2 separate regions of the Mus musculus genome follow, and region 2 is linked to region 1. The links are chromatin contacts, called in public HiChIP or PLAC-seq maps. All regions are on one chromosome and are shown on one strand. The core of a region is the stretch at or near the end of the contact, and the rest is flanking DNA. Distances in the headings are between cores, read along the strand shown.

Region 1 (6,744 bases), core at 1,356-3,855:
CAAAGTCATCAATAAAGCTTGTGCCTGTTTCAATAAGTGCTGCGTCCAGACCGTTTTGTCTCTCTGACTCCTACACTCTAAACGCCTTGGGAAAACTGAGCCGATAGTGGTGCATAATAAGATATTAGGCAATTGTGGCCATCAGAAATAGAAGAAACAGAGTGCCTCTGAAAGGGCCAAGTGCAGAAAAACGACACAGAATGGAGCAGAGAGAAATTAGCATTAGTGCAGCTGAGGGAGATAAGAAACAGAACACTGTTGCTGAATGGAGGTCAGACAATACGTATCTTTGGCTGTAGATGGTAAAAGTTATTATTGAGTCGAGCTGTCTATAGACCTACAAGAAAGATAAAAGCTTAGGGGAGTTAATATAATATGGGAATTGGAAAAGTCCCTACAAGGAAGACGTCATGCTAATGAACCAGGCACACTGTTTCTGCGAGGATTTTGTACCAGTGTTAGTGGGGGAGAGGAAAGAACCAGGACACAACAGATCACCTTTTAGTTTTCCCAGAAGGAAAAGTGAGCAGTAAGATGAAGCAGGGAAAGCCATTAGGAACCGATAAAGGAGAGGGTCAGGAGAAGAAAGTTTCATATTCCATATAATAGTCTACAAAAATTCCATACTCCAGACTCAGCTTGCTTCAACATAATTGTTACATATCACACATGCATAGCTCACCTTTTAGTTAGACCAGCACAGTGCAAAAATGAGGTTAGATCCTTGTGAAAGGTTCAAGATCCTTATCAGTCTCCTTTGTACGCGTACCAAACATTTTCCCAATTAAACAAAAGAGTTAGATTTAAAAAAATTATCACCTCTCCTGGGCATATATCCAGAAGATGTCCCAACTGGTAAGAAGGACACATGCTCCACTATGTTCATAGCAGCCTTATTTATAATAGCCAGAAGCTGGAAAGAACCCAGATGCCCCTCAACAGAGGAATGGATACAAAAAATGTGGTACATTTACACAATGGAGTACTACTCAGCTATTAAAAAGAATGAATTTATGAAATTCCTAGGCAAATGGTTGGACCTGGAGGGCATCATCCTGAGTGAGGTAACACAATCACAAAAGAACTTAAATGATATGTACTCACTGATAAGATATTATCACTGGATATTAGCCCAGAAACTTAGTATACCCGAGATATAAGATACAATTTGCAAAACACATGAAACTGAAGAAGAACAAAAACCAAAGTGTGAACACTTTGCCCTTTCTTAGAATTGGAAACAATCACCCATGGAAGGAGTTACAGAGACAAAGTTTGGAGCTGAGACAAAAGGATGGACCATCTAGAGACTGCCATATCCAGGGATCCATCCCATAATTAGCCTCCAAACGATGACACCATTGCATACACTAGCAAGCGTTTGTTGCAAGGACCGTGATATAGCTGTCTCTTGTGAGACTATGCCAGGGCCTAGCAAACACATAAGTGGATGCTCACAGTCAGCTATTGGATGGATCACAGGGCCCCCAAAGTGAGGGGCTAGAGGAAGTACCCAAGGAGCTAAAGAGATCTGCAACCCTGTAGGTGCAACAACATTATGAACTAATCAGTACCCCGGAGCTCTTGACTCTAGCTGCATATGTATCAAAAGATGGCCTAGTCAGCCATCACTGGAAAGAGAGGCCCATTGGACACACAAACTTTATATGCCCCAGTACAGGGGAACGCCAGGGCCAAAAGTGGAAATGGGTGGGTAGGGGAATGGAGGGGGGGTATGGGGGACTTTTGGGATAGCATTGGAAATGTAATTGAGGAAAATACATAATAAAAATATTTTTTAAAAATTATCTACTTATAGAAAAGGCAAAATAAATTTAAAAACTGCTTCATATTCAAAGGCTGGTTTTTATTTTGTCACCTGATATTTCTCTTGGAGAATCGCTTCCAGATATGTTTATAACATTTTCCCTTATCAAACAACTCAGAGCCTCAGGGGTGTAAGAAAGTACTCTACCACTGAGCTACCTCCCCGGCTGCCACAGGCAATTTCAAATGTTTATTTCTGTCCATACATTGTGATAGGAGAATAATCATCTCCAAATTTACATATTGGCAGTGGTGCACGTGTGCCAAGGTAGAAATGAGCTATCAACTCATTTAGCCCAATCACAAAATCTAACTTTCCCTAAATATTATAGTGATTATTAATGATGGAACATACATTCCTGATATCATTCAGGAAAATCACACTTTGTCAATCAAAAAGCATACCGCCATTCCTCCGGTCAGCCCGTGTTGTCTGATGATACCCTGTCTGGGTCTCTTGCCTGTTCACTCTCTATGCCTGTCTCTGTCTCTGTCTCTGTCTCTTCTCTCCTCCGTCTCTCCCTCCCTCTCCCCGTCCCTCCATCTTCCTTCCCTCCCTCCTTAGTCTGCCATGACTCAGTGCCCAGAGTTATGGGATATTGATGTTCTAAACTCTAAAGACGCCGCTCCCCTTGTGCCAGTCTCACTTTCACCACATCTCTATCTCTGCCACTCAGCGCTTTTGGACACTTTCTTGGCTTCTGAGAGCTACTGCCTGCATTCTCTTTGCTGAAAATATCACTACTCCACCTGCACCTGCGAGAGCCCCACTCCATCATAAGTACATCCTTTCTACCTCTCCTTTGATCCTTTCTGTGACAATTCTCGTGCTTGCACATGGTTAGATATCTGTGAGATCCAGAAAGCATCTGCCAGATTGTTGACAGGAAAATATCGGGGCCCACACAATGGCCAATCCAGTTTAATTCAAAGCTGTAGGCAGATCTCGCAAGATCTCAGTCGCTGGGGGCTATCTACTCCCAGAGTGTTTGCATTTTTCTCTTTTTTAAGTTTTCTTTCAATCTTCCTTTCCTTTTATTTACTTTTCCTTTTCTTTAAGAAGACAATTCTTTTATCAAAGTGTAGTTTATTAAAAAGCCCAAGACATCAAAAATGAAGAAACCCACTCATGGGCTTCCATCTCTCTGGAAAATAACTTCGTTTAGTCGTATGCTGCAGTATTGCTCTATCCTACTCTGTCATACTAGATTTTTTGATAGACTATCCTGGCTCTCTCTGGCTCCTCACTTACAAAGTGGGTTACCAGTTCTATTTACCCCTTACTGTTTCAGGAATTATTCAATAGACTAATAAAACCATGAGTTGGAGCAGTTAAGATAGGCAGTCAGTATTCGGTTAGCACAGTGGAATTGAAAGAGCAGGAGAATGAAGCCACAAGAAGACTCTTTCAAGTACTGGTACCATTGGCTGAGTTCAGCGTTTTCAAATGAGAGCCACGGTATACCCACTGGGATAGCAAATATTTACATGCTGTTTTAAAGAATGCCCACTTATTAATTTACGGACACTGCTGACTGGTCTAATTATGCTTACTCTTTAAAATATCTGCTAGAAATAAAAAAGCAAATGCATTTATGAACACATTTTCAATTTTCCAATCAATTAGCCCTGCTAAGCAACAATACAGTATCCAAATACTCACTGGATGCTTTGGCTTTCCTCTTTAGCATGGCAGAGTTCTACCAGGAAAGAACACCGTTCCTCTAAACACAGTTCCTTGGCACTGGCAGGTAAATCCAGTCTGTGTCTTCTTCTTCTCTGACTGATCCGCTTTGCATCACCCCCAAAATAAGTTCCTAACACTGTGCAGCAGTGTTAGAAGGAAACATAAAATGGAGGGGTGAGAGCTTGCTCCAGATAGTTAATCTGAAAATAAGACATTCTAGTGACTTTGTCACTGTAAGGACAGAGAAAAGGTTGTCTCAGATATGTGTAATAAGTCCTTTAACCAGGCTAGAGTAAAAGTACAAAGTTGAATTTTATAAATAAAAGGCAAGGAAGGGACCATTAGGTGGTAGTCCCCATAATACAATTTCAGAAGCTCTGTACAGCAGTCAGTTGAGTTGCTGGATGCTTCTGCAGGGTCATTTCAAAGCCCTTTGTGTCTCTGTGCAGCAGAGGCTCAGCATAGTCTGAATAGTGTCACTTGGAGCAGACTGCCTCCATCGGCGACCTGTTGATGATCAGAACAAAGCTTGGAAATGGGCAATAGAGGCTGTCTTCCAGCAAAAGCTAAGGCATTTTGCATACATCAAAGAAACCCCCAAATCAATGGCTTTCCAATTTTAGAATGCAAATGCATTGCTTAAGGCATTTATTAGAGTGAATGAAACAGCCTACAATAATGACAACAATGTTTTTTTTTTCCTTTTTTTTTAATTAGGTATTTTCCTCATTTACATTTTCAATGCTATCCCAAAGGTCCCCCATACCCACCCCCTCAATCCTCTACCCACCCATTCCCCCTTTTTGGCCCTGGCGTTCCCCTGTACTCGGGCATATAAAGTTTGCAAGTCCAATGGGCCTCTCTTTGCAGTGATGGCCGACTAGGCCATCTTTTGATACATATGCAGCTAGAGACAAGAGCTCCCGGGTACTGGTTAGTTCATATTGTTGTTCCACCTATAGGGTTGCAGTTCCCTTTAGCTCCTTGGGTAATTTCTCTAGCTTCTCCATTGGGGGCCATGTGACCCATCCAATAGCTGACTGTGATCATCCACTTCTGTGTTTGCTAGGCCCCGGCATAGTCTCAGAAGAGAGAGCTATATCTGGGTCCTTTCAGCAAGATCTTGCTAGTGACAACAATGTTTTTATGTGACCATAAGGGTACCTAAAATTCTATACTCTGTACTCTACATTTGTGCAATCAGACTGAGACCCACCCCTGCCTTTCATACTGAGGATAATTTCAGATCTCCATCATTTGTCCCCAACTCATCCTTCTTCTACTTTATAGTCACTATACGGGCCAACGTACTTGCCCCTTTACATTTTGTTCTGAACCTGACATCTTCTCCTTGAAGAAACCTCCTTCTGTTTACTAAGTTTAGTCTTGCTATACACTGATTTCTATGTGTCCACAATTCCTCAGGTGAGGCTTCTATGGCACTTGGCAAGTAGAAGTCAGGGATCCACGTTCACTAAATACTGTGGAAGGGGCCCTGGGATGGACCACTTAGCTGCATTGCATGTAAGCATGCTGAGTTAATATGTAGCAGACAGCTCACAGATGACTGAAGGGTTTCCCCTTCTTCTTTGCAGTCACTAACATATGACCACCGCATCCAATCTTCCATACCTCCTCTACCACATGACTTTTGTGACTCCTTTTGCTTCACCATCTATCAGCCCTCTCCTTCTATCAGAGGTACTCTGACCCAGGTTAGGAAGGGAAAGAGGATCTCTGGGAAGAAATCACATGAGTGTGGCCTTAACTTTAGGGAATAACATTGTGACGTTGTTCATTCTTCGTATCTCTTCAGTACCTTCTCATCTCCTCTTATTCCCTAAGAAATTAGCCTCTGAGGCTTCCCTAGCGAAACAAGTTGTTTTGTTTGGGCAGAAATTGCTAACCACTTCTTCTCATGAAAGTGATATGAGTGTTCTGGTCTCTTTCATTCGATGTACTCTAGAGAATAATGGTTTAAGTTCCATAGTTTATTTTATTTTAGTTTGCCATGTAATAGCTTACTATTTTATCAACTAAATCATTTTAGTAAAATTTCTCATCTATTTACTCAAGGTCTTTATGAAAAGTAGTGGATCACAAGCAATCCATTAACTCAGGCACACATGCATATTTGATAAGTCTTTAAGAATTTAAGAATTTCATATGTATGCAACATATTTTTGGCATATCCTCCTCTGCCCACCCAGAAACTTTTTCTTTAATGCAGAGCTTCTAGTCATTGCTTCCAGTATGTGCATGGGTTTAGGGCCATCCATGGAACATGAATAATCTACCAAGTGCAACCCTTCTGATGAAAACTGATTCACCAGCTGTAACCACCAGCTGCCAAAGGATCCTCTGTAAAGGGTGGGGCTCTGTAAACCGCTTCAGGCATATGTGTTTTTAATCTTATACTCCAAACAAATAGGAAATTGTGTGTGCATGTGTGTATGTGTGTTTGTGTGTGTATGTGTGTTTGTGTGCACATATGCTTTGCAGATAAATAAAAAAGTGTATCTTTGGCAAATAAGGGCACAGCCTTATTTGCCAAAACTATACTATGTAGTTTAACAAATAAGATGAAATTTCTTTCAAGATATGACCAACTATTTTTTGAAAAGATAACATAATAATCTTTTGAAGTGTCTGAGACAATGAAGTGAGGGAAACAGACAGGCTTTGGTAAATCTAATGCAGTGGAAGTTGTCAAGTTGCAAGCTTAGCAGAGACTGCCATCATCTTTCAGAGCCTGTCACACTGCTAACAGCAGCAATATGGACTCTGGTCAGATCATACCCTGAGAAGGAGGCACTGAGAGACAGCTCAGCACGTCAGAGGAAGAACATCCTGCTCTTACAGAGGGCACAAGTGCAGATCATACTAGGACTCAATGCCTTCTTCTGACCTCCACAGCCACCTGCACTCACACGCATATGTTCCCGTCGCCCCCAAACACACACTTTAGAATATAATGACTCTTTAAAAAAAAAAAAGTATTTGCCGCCAATAGGAATGATATACCAAAAATCCTGATCAGAAACAGCCATCAATAAATGCTTTATCTTTCTAAAACTGGTGTTATAGTGGAAAAATGATATCCTAAAGTTAGGAACAATGGAGAGAGACATTGGGATTAGCTGATTAAAAAAATACCAAGTGCCAGAAGCGTAGCTAAGACTCTGTTCCTTTTAACTGGAGACAAAGGGACGGAAAATAGCTTGTTTAGA
Region 2 (6,744 bases), core at 2,781-5,280, 490 kb after region 1:
TGAAATAGTATAAGAGCCTGAAAACTTGGATTAACTTACAGATCCGCGGAGCTTGTTCCTGAAGAATTTGTACAGTGATGTTCATAGGGTGCAGATACAAGAAGCCTGACTTATTAATGTTGAAATCTTTTCATAGTATTAAAAACACGCTATTTTTGAATATATTACCCTTCACATTACAAAGAGTGAGCACTAAATTTTATTTATGTAAGATTTTCATTTTACATTTAATTTAATGAGTGATATCAAATTTTATGGTCCCTGTTTTTCAAGTTTTAATACTCAAAGGACATCAGTAATGTGCTGACTTGACATAAGGAACCCAGGGTAGCAAATGGAGTGATCAGCTGTGGAGCTCGTCCTGCTCTGACTCCGAGGCAGAGGTCCTGCCAGGTAATAAGACATCAGAGCCTCCTTTACGCTCATGAAAGACACAGCCTAGATGCTGCCTATCTAATGTTACAAAGACCTCCAAGGCGCTCAGAGACTGGGAGTGGGGAGCAGTAAGGCATGTTTTATAGATGCTCTCTGGGTAGTAGAATGACGGGAGTCAAATCATAAAGCACAAAGCACTGTGAGAAACATTGTCATAAAGGTGGGAAGGTGTGCAATCTGTGGCCAGGGTCCCGGTCTCTAGCGCTGGCTTCATGCTCTCGCCTCGAATCGTAATCTACTCAGAGGGGTTAACAAATTCATGTGACTGTTTCCTATCTGTACTGCTAGCATCTTTTTTTTTTTTTTCAGGGTAGTTTTCAAAATTAAAAATATTGATACATTTTTTTAAATCCAGAAAATATAATAATAGATACTGATGAATTAGAGGTAGAGACAATTTAGCCCCCCCCCCCATAATATGGGCAGCAAATCTTTTGTGTTAAGTATTGTTATGCTATTTTAGGACATTTGAGTGAGCAAGGGTTGCTCTCTGAGTTTTTTCCCTAGACCCTTGGTTCTGTCCAGGATGTCAAACAGATTTTCAGATTGTCCATGGGTGGCATTTGTTAACACAGTTATAATGTGCCACGTGGAAAACTGAATATTTCCATGAATTGTTTACTCTTTTTATCCTTGCAAAATGCCTGTGAGAGAGTGATTACTAAGACCATCCTCAAAGAAGAGAGAATAGCAACAAGAGACTTAAATAAGTAATAAATAACTGAGGTTGTATTTAATCCCAAAGTAAAGGCTTTTTAAATACAACTGACTCTCAGACCCCCTAGCTTGTGCATCGGAAGGGAAACCAATGGTCACCACTTAGTTACCTTCTCCCCCTGCTTTTTTGTTGTTGTTGAGGAACTTGGAGTAAAACCTAACACAAACAATAAAAGCTGCAATATAAGCTTGTTCAATACCCCCAGGGAAACATTGAAAGAACTCATGTTTTCATTTGCTAAATCTAAAAGCCTCAGTTTCTTTATCTATACATTGGGCATAACATTTCTTGTATAGAATTGTTGCAAACCTCACATGACACACAGTTTGTGTCAAGTGCTTACCAGGGTATCTGGACCGTGATGGCAGCTGGTATCATTGCTGTTATGTCCTGGAGAGCTAGAAGTTTCCTTAGAAGAAGAGGAAGTGGAGAAGGGAGCTTAGGGAGGAGAGGAAATTCAGGAATGCCAGAGTAGTGTGAGGAGAAGACTGCAAGTCCCTTACACTGGTGCCATGAAGATTTGTATTCTGTTCTAGGGTTATTCAAATTTGCTTCCTTACTACTCCGGTTGCTGAAAGCTGTGTCCTTTTAAAACATATGGGTAAGTATCATATTGTGTGTGAAAATTAAAGAAGCACTTGTCTAAAAATATGTAACCTGGATTCTATTCCTGGCCTAGCTGCAGACTCCTGTTAACTTATTAATATGTGCATGCCTCCGTTTTCATATGTACATATAGATTTAACTCTTCCCCTCCTGCTTGGAGGAATTTTGGTGAGGGTGTGGCGTCTGTATACTCCTGAGTACTATTGAAGTAAATAATAGGAATAAGTACAGTAGAGTTCATGTTATCATACCGTTTTAGTAAGAAAAGCATTCAGTGATGGAAAATTTCAGGTTTCTTTGTGATTATAAACAAAAAATGACATTCAACTGCTTAGTTAGAGTGTACATTCCTATGGATAATTTTGGTTCCTTATCACAATGTCATGTATATAAATTAAAGATTATTGTAAAACATCCACTCTAGAAAACAGCCACTTTGCTGTGCCTTAGCAGCACAAGGCTGGAACTGCCACAAATTCAATCAATATGATGTAAGGGCACAAACTGACTGTCACATAAGATAATTAAATTGAGGCAAGTAGTCTGAATTCTTAATTTTGGAATTATGGTAGAGATTTTTAAGTCATTCTGCTACCAGCTCTTTTATTTGTAACTTTTTCTAATCTGGAGAGTAAGCCAGTGCCTTGGGTATCCCAAGTAAGCATGCTGAGTGACATTCCCAGGTTTTATCTATTGTTTGTCTGTCTACTATCTGTCTGTCTGTCTATCTATCTATCTATCTATCTATCTATCTATGGATGGATCTAATCTATTATCTATCGATCTTCCTTTATGTATCTATTTATATATCATCTATGTATCTATCATCTAACTATCTAGTATCTATCCATCTGTTATTATTATCATCATTATTATTATTTATTATTATTACTATTATACTTGATTCCCATATGCCATAATCAGGATATTTTAGTTACTTGTGGAAAATTAAATCTAAACACATATCATGCTTGTATGTGCCATGGCTTTATCCTCTGTCCTCTGTTAACTATAACCTGCTCTGGGGGAAAACATACTGAAAACCATCTCCAGGCAATGTAAATGTGTTTCTCATTAAGCTGTCCTTCTTTGCATTCACAGAGGTTCTAATTCTGAAGGGAAGGTTAACCTTTTTCTGGCAGCAGCAGTTCCAGTTGTAGAGAGAACGTGCTATTGATTTCTTAGGATTTTTGTTTGCCAGTCTTCTGACTGGTACACAAGATAAGGACATGAAAAAGAATGAATAATGCATATACCTCCATAGGGGGAACCTCCCGCTCTGCCTGTGTGGGAAATAGAGTTTCTCTTGTGTTCTTTCCTCCCGAATGTCCTGTGAGTTTTCCTTACTGCAAAGAACTTGACTCTTGGTTAAATACAGAAAAACTACACTTGTGATATTCAGTATCTTCTATGACTTGGATATTTTCTGATTTACTTACATATTCTTTGTAAATTCAAGTAATATAAGGACACCTTATAGCGCCACACCATTTTAAGTGTTATGCCGACCTCAGCGGGCTGTTGTGGAAAACATGGCCAAGACAGGGCTGAGTATTCTGTGCTCTATAAAGAGATAAAAACATTGAATTTAATTAAAAACGACTTGATTACTTGTGTGACCTGACCTTGCTTGAGATGCTGATCCTAGAGGACATTTTGTCATGTACGTCATTTCTACAACACAAGAGCACAGTTCATCTTCACCTGGTGAAATTGTCCAAAGTAATTATAAGAAGAGGTTTTCAAAGCGTGTGTGTGTGTGTGTGTGTGTGTGTGTGTGTGTGCGCTGATGGTAACACGAGCAAAAAAAGGGTTCTAGCTCTATCCCAGACTTCTTGTTTCTGAGGTAATGGCTATGAATTTCCACTTGGGCCCTATTCCAAGACTGTACTTCAAAATGACCTCAATGCGTGCTTTAAGATACTTCCACATGGATGCATAAAGCTCACAGAGCTCTGTGCTCATTCCTGCTAATTTTTGCACTCTTGAGCATATGAGAGCAAACGACCTAACATACCCACTTTTTCTGAATGTCAGAGGAAAGCACACCTGTTTTTGCGTCTTTACATCTTCGTGTCTCCTCAGGGGGTGACGCCTTTAGTTGGGGGATTTCTGGTTGGGGGAAGAGGGTCCGCACCACAGTCTCAGTCAAAGTGATTATTATCACACTGGTAAGTTTCCACTGTGGCTGCTGCGTGTAGGCTGTGAACACATTTGAAGTCAGCAGGAGACCGTTAGAAACCTCCCCTCCGCTGAGGAGCCTTGCAAACCTCTGCTCACCAGAGCACGCTCATCAGCTGCGGTCAGTGGCTTCTTTGTTCATCCAGGGCTGTAATGTCGCTTTAAACTGTCTTCTGTCCCACAGAGCACACCCTCCTCCAAAAATGAAAGAGGAAAAAGAAAAAAAAAAAGCACTACAAACAATCCCCATGAGTGTTTTTGAATTCTCTTCTGTTAATCTTGTTCTAATGGTATGAGGTCTTGCCAGGAGCCATTTGTGGTTTAGACACACTAAATAACATAACATTCACACAGTTAAAAACAATTAATATCAAGTATCAAATCAAAGGCTGGGTGGGGCAGAAATCAGATTAGTTGTCTTTTCTACTTGTCGTATGGAGAGGGCCTTTCAGTCTTTACAACTTGCCGATTGCTACAGGAGGCAAGCACGGTGTTCTGTAGAAGATAGAAAATACTTATTAGTGACATAATTGCATAAATTACAGACTATGCTTGCATTGTTCAGTTATCAGCAAAAGATTACCTTGTTTCAAATATAAATGACTTCAGTTGGTAGATCCTACCTTCTTTGCAGCTGGCAGGGGACATAGCAGTACTCTGACTCCTAATAATGTAAGGGATGTTGTTCTTGGTTGAGAATATTGATTTTTTTTTCTTTTATCAAATAGAATTTAAGTGGAAATTCCACTAAAAGTAGAAACTTCAAGAGGAAAGCAAGTAAAGTCTTTCTAATACAAAGTAGCACTAAACTCTTAACAACATAGGGACACGTTTCCCATTAAAATACTCTTTAAATTTCAAATTATGGGCAAAATACAATATTGAAAAATTAGTGTAGTTAGAGGTATTAATCTTATCAAGTAGCTAATAATGAGACAAATCAAATCTACCAGCAATATCTGCGAAAGCAATGTTAAATCTCACTGGGGTACTTCTAATATGTTGTTGGTTTTACTTGTCTACTGTTTGCCTTCTTATTAACAAACTATAATATTATAAATCATAAGCTTTGGAAAGCTACTGAAAGGGTAATGAGAACTCTGTCTCTAGAGTCACTAAATCCACAAACCATCATTAGTTTGAAAACGTGAAATTGAAGCACATTCTCTCAATATATTGTTGACCGAAGCTCCCATTTGAGTAATTTTATCTTTGGAGTTTTTCGGTAGAACTATAGATTTCATTATTCTCAATGAGGGTTCCCATTTTTGTGACTTCGTGTAAGTGGGATTTTAGGCTAAATATGTTGCTGAACTTTGCTGTTGCCCTGAAAGAGATACAGTTATTCCTACTTCAGCTTTGTTTTAATAATAATCGAGGCTCCAGGCAAGAGAAGAAAGTTCTGTTTTTTCTTTTCTTCGTGGAGAGGCAGCTCTGGTCCCCACTTCTGCTTTTGACCTGGAGCGCCTTTGTGTGTTCTGCTTGCCCCGAGTTTCTCTCCTTCAGAGTCAGTGTTGGTAACTGATTCTTCTAACCTTCCCTACTTCCTGCAATATTTCCTTGTGCACTACAGCTACTATTGGGTAACAGGGAACATTTTCTAAGTTGTCTTCGAACAGGAAGAGACAATGCAGGAATCGGTTGCATTTTGCCATTCTCCGCAGGAGATCAGCGAACAGTATATGACCAAGGGTTTATAGCCCCGGGGTCACTCATCTCTGTGTTAATAGTTTTGACAACAGGGAGAAGCAGAGTATGGACAGAGTCTCCATACGAACGACCACTCTTTCTCGATAGATTTTATTGATAATGCATTTCAAAGGGATTCCTTCAAGAGCTCACATGGCTTCTTTATTGTCTTTATTTTCCATGCTTGTGGAAAATTATATTGTTTTTTGTTCTCCTATGAAGTTTTTTTTTTTTTTTTTTTTTGACAGGGTCTGTTCATATATTCTTAGCTATCCTCAACCTCCATATGTAAACCAGGCTAGCCATGAACTCACAGAGATCCTACTGACTCTTCCTCCTAATTGATGGAAATAAAAGTGTGCACCACCATGCCTAGATACTTATGTGGCTATTTCATTGGAGATATATTATTCAAAAGATGGGAGAAACTGAGACTTATATGATTAAATAAAGGTCAGAATGAAATGCTTAGTATTAAATAACACCAGGCTTTCTTAACACAACCAATGTATCTTTATTGTCAAAAAATTAGAAGGCATGTTTAGATGTTAAAAATACATTCTCACCATTCCATATGGCTGTCATTAAAATCTTCTCGCACATTGTTTTAAAATACAAGTTTCTGGTGGAATAATAGATACTATTATTTACTACATATGTTTCAGTTTTATAAAATATTAGGTACTATGAGAAGGAGAATACAAAAACAACGAATTTATAATTTGCCTTAATATTTAGCATGACCGAAGTATCTACTTTTATAAATTCATTTCAAACAAAGACTTTTCAGCTGTTATAGAACAATTTCCATTGTTTCAGATTTTTGATCAATGCTGACATTTAATTCAGCAACTGTAGTTAATGCAAACATTCTTTATTAATTTCCAAATTCTGTTCAATACACACATGCCACTTTCAGTGTAATGACATGATACTTTGCTCAGTGTTGTGTGGTAAATAATTGCTTGTCCAATTTATGTAGAGCATGGCATTCAACCATTTGTCGCCAAAGCTCTGCACTCTCAGCTGAGTCACCGAGAGTCCTGGCATCTGAGCCTGTTTGTTCAGAGCCCAACTTGAAGATTTATCAAGATGAATAAAAATCCCATGAATCC

The links. HiChIP or PLAC-seq counts read pairs in DNA pulled down with a chosen protein or histone mark.
Region 2: a contact with region 1 is called in an H3K27ac HiChIP or PLAC-seq map of T-cell acute lymphoblastic leukemia, with 6 times the contacts expected there. The contact joins two enhancer-like sites. A contact is called at or near these places in 3 of 115 datasets of contacts at active chromatin or transcription factors (T-cell acute lymphoblastic leukemia, acute myeloid leukemia and regulatory T cells).

What each region holds. Positions count from the first base shown.
Region 1 is chr1:69,278,501-69,285,244 of GRCm38.p6, forward strand. No RefSeq gene overlaps it. Among named protein-coding and RNA genes, the nearest start is that of Gm28497, 150 kb to the right of the region's middle. Within about 2 kb of position 2,606, at least 2 of the 459 cell types and tissues checked have an H3K27ac peak or open chromatin away from gene starts, as enhancers often do. A contact at or near this core is called in T-cell acute lymphoblastic leukemia, where this site is marked.
Region 2 is chr1:69,764,996-69,771,739 of GRCm38.p6, forward strand. It overlaps Gm29822 (a long non-coding RNA gene), which reads right to left. Exons shown (of 3, transcript XR_373478.2): 3 at 6,124-6,744. Among named protein-coding and RNA genes, the nearest start is that of Gm29822, 19 kb to the right of the region's middle. Within about 2 kb of position 4,031, at least 41 of the 459 cell types and tissues checked have an H3K27ac peak or open chromatin away from gene starts, as enhancers often do. A contact at or near this core is called in T-cell acute lymphoblastic leukemia, where this site is marked.